2 separate regions of the Macaca mulatta genome follow, and region 2 is linked to region 1. A link is a contact called in public Hi-C data. All regions are on one chromosome and are shown on one strand. Each heading gives the region's core, a stretch centred on a gene start, on an enhancer-like site or on the middle of the called end of the contact. The rest is flanking DNA. Distances are from core to core; before and after follow the strand shown.

Region 1 (3,724 bases), core at 790-3,289:
TTTTTATTTTTACTTTTGTTTTGTTTTTTTTTTTGTTTGTTTTGTTTGTTTGTTTTTTGAGACGGAGTCTTGCTCTGTCTCCCAGGCTGGAGTGCAATGGTACGATCTCAGTTCACTGCAACTTCCTCCTTCTGGGTTCAAGTGATTCTCCTTCCTCAGCCTCCCTAATAGCTGGGATTACAGGTGCCCATCACCATGTTTGGCTAACTTTTTTGTATTTTTTAGTAGAGACTGGGTTTTCCCATGTTGGCCAGAGTGGTCTCGAACTCCTGACCTCAAGTGATCCACCCACCTTGGCCTCCCCAGGTGCTGGGATTACAGGGATGAGCCATCGCACCTGGACTGTTTTTTTTTTTTAATTTTTAATTTTTGTTGGTACATAGTAGGTGTACATATATTTACGGGATAAATGAGATGTTTTGATACAGGCAGGCAATGTGAAATAAGCACGTCATGAGGAATAGAGTATCCATCCCCTTTCAAGGATTTACCCTTTGATGTATAAACAATCCAATTACACACTTTATTTTAAAATGTACAATTAAATTATTATTGACTATAGTCACTCTGTTGTGCTATCTAATAGTAGGTCTTATTCATCCTTTTCTTTTTGTACCAATTAACCCTCCCCACCTCTCCCCCATGTATGTACACACCCCACCCCCAATCTTCTTTTTTTTTCTAGTCCAAGGAACACCACCCCTTACTTGCCGACTTCCGAAGGTCACCGGGAGCGGGTTCTCAGCCTCTCCCAAGCCCTGGCTACTGAGGCGTCGCAGTGGCACAGAATGATGACAGGTGACTGGCTGGGGATGTTGAACTTCTGGGTTTTAGGGAGGAGAAAGCTGGAGACCTGGAATCCCAGGTCCTGGAGAGGAGGGGTCTAGGGGCCGGTGGGAATTTTTTATGTTGGCGAAGAAAGAGTTGGGCAGAGTTTGGGAGTTTTAGGTCTCAGGCAAGAGTGGACTGGGTTCCGGGACACTTGGGAGGAGGGGAGGAAGAGGTCAGGGGGCGGGGAGAGGACCGACATCTGAGTCTGAAAGAGGTCTGGACTCGGGTGTCCAGACTCCTGGGTCTGAGGGAGGAGGGGCTGGGGGCCTGGACTCTTGGGTCTGAGGGAGGAGGGGCCTGGGAACCCGGAGTCCTGCTGCTGAAGTTTGCCATTCTTATGTCTCCCACTCATCCTCTCTAGGTGGAAATTTGGACTCCCGGGGAGACCCTCTTCCCCGTGTGCCGCTGCCTCCTTCGGACCCCACGCGCCAGGAGACCCCTCCCCCCAGATCTTCCCCGGTGGCTAATTCGGGTTCCACAGGGTTCTCTCGCCGAGGGAGTGGGCGTGGAGGAAGTCCCGCCCCCTGGGGGCCCACGTGGGATGCCGGGATCGCCCCTCCGGTCCTGCCCCAGGACGAGGGGGCGTGGCCTCTGCGAGTCACTCTGCTACAGTCCAGCTTCTAACCCGCCCAAACGTGGCAGCCAATCGGAGCGTGAGCACGTGGTCTGGAGGTACCGCCGGAGATCTGGGACCACTCAGGGCATCAGGGGCGTGGTCTGGTCCCCATCGCCCGCCCGGGAGGGAAATGGTTTCTATGGCCAAAGTTTGATTTTCTCAACACTGTCTAAATTTGGATTAAAACTTTGAACTTTTAGTCAATAGCTTTGTTTCTGTCTGTTTGGGGTTGTTGCACTGGGGTCTCTGAGGGGCAGAGCCGGAGTCGTGCACTCCTGGGTCCTGAGAGAGGAAGGGACAGGGGGCTTGGACTTACAGGTCTCTGGGAGGAAGGGATAGAGAATCTGATCCCTCAGTCTGAGAGTGGAGGGGCCTGGGTCAGGATTCCCGGGTCTGAGGGAGGAGGGGTTGGGACCCTGACTCCTGGGTCTGAGGGAGGAGGGGCTGGGAGGCTGGACTCCTGGGTCTGAGGGAGGAGGGACTGGGGCTCCTGGATTCCTGTGTCTGTGGGAGGAGAGGAGTGTCTGAGGGAGGAGGGGCTGGGGACAAACTTCCAGGTCCCTAGCCTTCCTGGCAACGCCCCCCGAGGCTGGACTTCCACGATCCAGCTTCTATTGAGGATTTGATGCGACGGCCTCACGGGGCTTTGGAGGTGAAAAAGGCCCAGAGTAGAGACACAGAGAGAGAGAGAGAGAGAGAGAGACCGGTGGACACGGATGGCTACGGGAACGCGCTATGCCGGGAAGGTGGTGGTTGTGACCGGGGGCGGGCGCGGCATCGGAGCTGGGATCGTGCGCGCCTTCGGTGAGCCGGGTCTGACTGCTGGGAGCTGTGGAGCGTGAGAGAGGAAGGATGGGGGCGGGGCGATGGGGGCGGAAAATAGGGTCTCCAATACTGCAGCCGGGATTCTGATCTTATAAAAGCCAATTTGCAGGCTAAAGTAAGCGTGTGGCGCGGTAGGCTAGGGCTGTCTGGCAGGGTCTCCGAAGGCAGTGGCCCCTTTCTCTGGGTCTGTTGGTATAGCTGCAAAACCAGTGGTTTGGGGAATGGCCCTGTCAGTTGTGGAGTTTGCTCTGGAACCCACGAACGGGGGATCAGGAGCCTCAGCAGAAACCTGGGCAGGCAAGGAGAGTATGTGTCAAGGCCTCTGCCCTCTGTCCTGTGGGTGATCATGAGACTGGGGTCACGAGGGGAGACGGAGATCGGCCCCAATCCAGGTGGCCACAAGAGGGCGGCAGAGGCTTTAACCAAGACTCGGAGGGTAACGTGTTCCCTTCCTATTCTCAGTGGACAGCGGGGCCCAAGTGGTTATCTGCGACAAGGATGGTGAGTGAGGGTCCCTCAGCCCTCAGCCCTCACCCTGGTCCTTCCTCCCTCAGTCCAGGGGTCCAGGAGCCCCAGCCCCTCCTCCCTCAGACCCAGGAGTCCAGGAGCCCCAGCCCCTCCTCCCTCAGACCCAGGAGTCCAGGAGTCCCAGCCCCTCCTCCCTCAGACCCAGGAGTCCAGGAGCCCCAGCCCCTCCCCCCTCAGACCCAGGAGTCCAGGCCCCAGCGCCTCCTCCCTCAGACCCAGGAGTCCAGGCCCCAGCGCCTCCTCCCTCAGACCCAGGAGTCCAGACCCCCAGCCCCTCCTCCCTCAGACCCAGGAGTCCAGGCCCCAGCACCTCCTCCCTCAGACCCAGGAGTCCAGGCCCCCAGCCCCTCCTCCCTCAGACCCAGGAGTCCAGGAGCCCCAGCCCCTCCCCCCTCAGACCCAGGAGTCCAGGCCCCAGCGCCTCCTCCCTCAGACCCAGGAGTCCATATCCCCAGCCCCTCCTCCCTCAGACCCAGGAGTCCAGACCCCTCCTCCTCCCTCAGACCCAGGAGTCCAGGCCCCCAGCCCCTCCTCCCTCAGACCTAGGAGTCCAGACCCCTCCTCCTCCCTCAGACCCAGGAGTCCAGGCCCCCAGCCCCTCCTCCCTCAGACCTAGGAGTCCAGACCCCCCCTCCTCCCTCAGACCCAGGAGTCCAGGCCCCCAGCCCCTCCTCCCTCAGACCTAGGAGTCCAGACCCCTCCTCCTCCCTCAGACCCAGGAGTCCAGGCCCCCAGCCCCTCCTCCCTCAGACCCAGGAGTCCAGGCCCCAGCACCTCCTCCCTCAGACCCAGGAGTCCAGGCCCCAGCACCTCCTCCCTCAGACCCAGGAGTCCAGGCCCCAGCACCTCCTCCCTTGGACCTAGGAATCCAGGGCCCCAGCCCCTCCTACCTTGGACCCAGGAGTCCAGATCCCTGTCCCTCCT
Region 2 (3,724 bases), core at 661-3,160, 130 kb before region 1:
CACAAAACCACCAACTGCATCAAAAAGCTTTATTTCCATTTGGTCCAAGGCTTGTTAGGGTCGTTAAGAAAGCTGCCTAGTGGCTGGAGGGAGAGGCTTAGGCAGAAGCCCTATTATTTTGCAAGGGGCCCTTCAGAAGTCGCTGGGCTCAGAAAGCTCTTAGTCGTGCTTGAGAGTGAGCCTTTCGAAGAGATACTCGCCCAGCCCAGCCTCCGGGCCGGCCAGCCTGTTGAGGTTGGTCAGGTGGTCACCCATCTTTTTGATGAGCTTCACTTCCTCATCTAGGAAGTGAGTCTCCAGGAAGTCACAGAGCTGAGAGAGAAGAGGGAGAAATTAGAAACCCGATCCCTGCCGGGCGCGGTGGCTCAAGCCTGTAATCCCAGCACTTTGGGAGGCCGAGACGGGCGGATCACGAGGTCAGGAGATCGAGACCATCCTGGCTAACATGGTGAAACCCCGTCTCTACTTAAAAAAAAAAAATACAAAAAACTAGCTGGGCGAGGTGGCGGGTGCCTGTAGTCCCAGCTACTTGGGAGGCTGAGGCAGGAGAATGGCGTGAACCTGGGAGGCGGAGCTTGCAGTGAGTCGAGATCCGGCCACTGCACTCCAGCCTGGGCGACAGAGTGAGACTCCGTCTCAAAAAAAAAAAAAGGAAACCCGATCCCTGGAAAAGAGGGAGAAAGAGCTGCCAGTTGCAGATTAAAATATGACAGGTGTTAAATGAGGCTCTGAAGGGAATTTGCCCAAAGAGAGCAAAGGCTTGAGGGGTATGGTTGGGTAGCCATGGATGCAGGGGGTACGTACATGGGGATCCGTGTGGGCAGAACCCAGGGCATGAAGATCCAAAAGGGCCTGATTCAGTTTTTTCTCCAGGGCCATGGCGGCTTTCATGGCATCCGGGGTTTTACCCCACTCATCTTCAGCTGGCTTCTATACAGAAGGGAGAAACGGCTTCAGAATACACACACTCGGCACATGGAACTAAACCTACATTTCCCAAGAATTGGTGGGGGTCAGAGGCCCAGGCCACAAAGACATGTGACAGCTTGTATTTATCACTCTCCGCACCCCGTCCTAGCTCTTACAGCTACACGTCCTTAAGTCTACGCAGCAGTGTGGACTGCCGCGTCCTGGGGGCACTGCACGACGTGCGCCTCTATTTCCAGCCGTAAAAGGGCTCACAAGACCGAACTCAATCTCCCCGAAGCCCACGCGACATCTAAGCCCTCAAATCAAGGCTCCTCGCGCGCACGGCCTGCTGGGAGATGTAGTCCGTTACCCTACCCACACACTAGTTACCTTGACGTCCTGAAAAAGAGCGCGGCCGCCACGCTGGTTTTGCATCTTCAGGAGACGCTCGTAGCCCTCGCGCTTCTCCTCGGCCAATTCGCGGAAGAAGTGGCTCACGCCTTCCAGAGCCACATCATCGCGGTCGAAATAGAAGCCCTAAGGAAAGAGATGGAGGGAACAACGCTTAGCGGGAGGCGAGGCCAAGGGGGACTCCGCCCTCTGTTTACTCGACCGGACAAAGAAGGCCGGCGCCTGCGCTGAGGGCCGAACGTGCGCAGCTGGGGGAAATTAGGGCCAGGGGCGTCCTGGGGACTCACCAGAGAGAGGTAGGTGTAGGAGGCCTGCAGGTACATATTGACCAGGCTGTTGACGGCTGCCTCCACGTCGGTGGAATAATTCTGACGAATCTGGGAGCTCATGGTTGGTCGGCAAGACGGAGCTAACCACAAAAACGGTGCTGGCAGGTCCCAGAAGCAGGAGATGGCCGAGAAGATGGTCCCGGAGGTTGCAAGTGGAGAGGAAATCGGAGGGCGCTCGGAGGCTGGAAGAAAGAGTCCCCGGATCTGTTCCGTCCAAACACTGTTGAAGCAAGAGACAGACCCGCGGGACCGCCGAACTGCGAGGGGACGTGGCTAGGGCGGCTTCTTTTATAGTGCGCTGGCCCTCGGAGGCGGGGCGCTCGGAGCGGGCTATCGGCCAATCTGCGGTGGCAGGAGGCGGGGCCGAAGGCCGTGCCTGACCAATCCGGAGCACACAGGAGTCTCAGCCCCCGCCCCAAAGCAGGGGGAAGTCACGCGCCTGCAGCGCGAGTGTGTTGTGAAATGGGGGCTTGCGGGGGTTGGGGCCCTGGGGCCGATTCGAGGAATGGAGGGTTTCGTGGGCGGGGGGGTGGGGGCTGGGGTTCCTCTGGGAGGCTATAGTTTTATGGGAGCATTGAGAGTCCTGTGAACTGATGACCCTGGGGTCCTGGGGGTGCCTCGGGAAAGTAAGTCAGATTGTGGGGTTTCGGAGGGCATGGATTTTTCTGGAACCTTGAGTGGGGGAGGGGCAACTCAGAGGTGCGGGGAGGACCTGTAGTTGCCTGAGGTTTGTGCTGCGAGATAAGGAGTCTCCGGATCCTTGGGAAGCTTGGAAGGCAGTGAGGTGGTATTTCTGGACCCCTGGGGATCTCTGGGAGACAGAGGGGTGCGAGGACTGGAGTCCTGGGCTTTACAGAGGTGGGAGTTCACGATGCAAACTCTATATTTTGGAGCCCTCCCCGGGGAGATCTTTAGGTCCTTGAGGTGCTCTGCAAGTTGGAAAGGGCAGTTGTTCTGGAGCCGTGGGGTTCCCCAGTGCGGGAAGCCCAGGAGGAGCATTGTATGAGGTAGGGTGACTTCTGGAACCCTGGACAGCCCTCGGAAACCCTCCAAAGACTGGCTGGGACTTTGGGGATACCTTGGAGCTCTTTTAAGGGCCCAGTCGTTTTCTGGGAGTGGAAATGGGGAGGAATGAAATGTCTGTTTCGAGCTTTGCGGTGTCTCTGGGACTGCGTGTCCTGGGGGCTGTTTTGGAGGCAACTCACAGACTCCGAGAATTCTCCTTGGCCCTGAAAACAGTGTCTCCGCAGTTGCCGTCGTGTCTTGCCTGACGTGTGCTCTTTCAGGCCCACAAAGAGAAGCCCTGCGTTGTGGACACACAGTCTGGGGACCTATGGACGAGACGTCTGTCTACAACTAATGCGTATTTTTTTTTTTTTTTTTTTTGAGACAGAGTCTGGCTCTGTTGCCCAGGCTGGAGTGCAGTGGCCGGATCTCAGCTCACTGCAAGCCCCGCCTTCCAGGTTCACGCCATTCTCCTGTCTCAGCCTCCCGAGTAGCTGGGACTACAGGCGCCCGCCACCTCGCCCGGCTAATTTTTTTTTGTATTTTAGTAGAGACGGGGTTTCACCGTGTTTGCCAGGATGGTCTCGATCTCCTGACCTCGTGATCCGCCCGTCTCGGCCTCCCAAAGTGCTGGGATTACAGGCTTGAGCCACCGCGCCCGGCCTCTCTAATGCGTATTTTTTAAGCGGACCTGGTCCATGTTGATTTCTGGGAGACGGAGTCGGCGCAAACCTTGACCCTGCTTAAGTGCCCCGATGGAGGTAGCCCGTGCGCTGGGCAGGGAGCTGAAGCCACTGGGGCGTGGGGTGTGAGGTCAGGCCCTGCCCTACAGAGGAGCCGCTCCGAGCAGCCCAGGCAGGGCAGCCCCTGACCGAGGGGATCTGCAGATGCCTCGCCAGGCCGGTATCTGGGGTCCTTGTTGCAGGCAGCGACTGCTGAGTCATGCTGAGCTCAGCGCGGGAAGAGGCCCCCCGCGGGGACGGATGTGGGTGGGGCCACTCACTGACCTCATCCCCTTGGCACTCCCCGACTTTTTTGGTGGGACCCTCAGAACTAGACCTGGCTCAGAC

What was found. A called contact is a pair of places that touch in the nucleus more often than the background predicts.
Region 2: a contact with region 1 is called in a Hi-C map of liver, with 2.5 times the contacts expected there. The contact joins the promoter of FTL here to the promoter of HSD17B14 in region 1. A contact is called at or near these places in 2 of 14 Hi-C or Micro-C datasets (CD4 T cells and liver).

What each region holds. Positions count from the first base shown.
Region 1 is chr19:61,290,981-61,294,704 of T2T-MMU8v2.0, reverse strand. It overlaps HSD17B14 (hydroxysteroid 17-beta dehydrogenase 14), which reads left to right and starts at 2,039. Exons shown (of 9, transcript XM_077980719.1): 1 at 2,039-2,251; 2 at 2,735-3,278. The coding sequence starts at 2,771. It overlaps PLEKHA4 (pleckstrin homology domain containing A4), which reads left to right. Exons shown (of 18, transcript XM_077980579.1): 17 at 686-798; 18 at 1,193-1,651. The coding sequence ends at 769. LOC144337218 (a long non-coding RNA gene) reads right to left here. Exons shown (of 2, transcript XR_013410018.1): 2 at 294-2,561.
Region 2 is chr19:61,420,979-61,424,702 of T2T-MMU8v2.0, reverse strand. FTL (ferritin light chain) reads right to left here and starts at 1,910. Exons shown (of 4, transcript NM_001261207.1): 1 at 1,608-1,910; 2 at 1,300-1,446; 3 at 805-930; 4 at 134-312. The coding sequence starts at 1,709. The coding sequence ends at 160.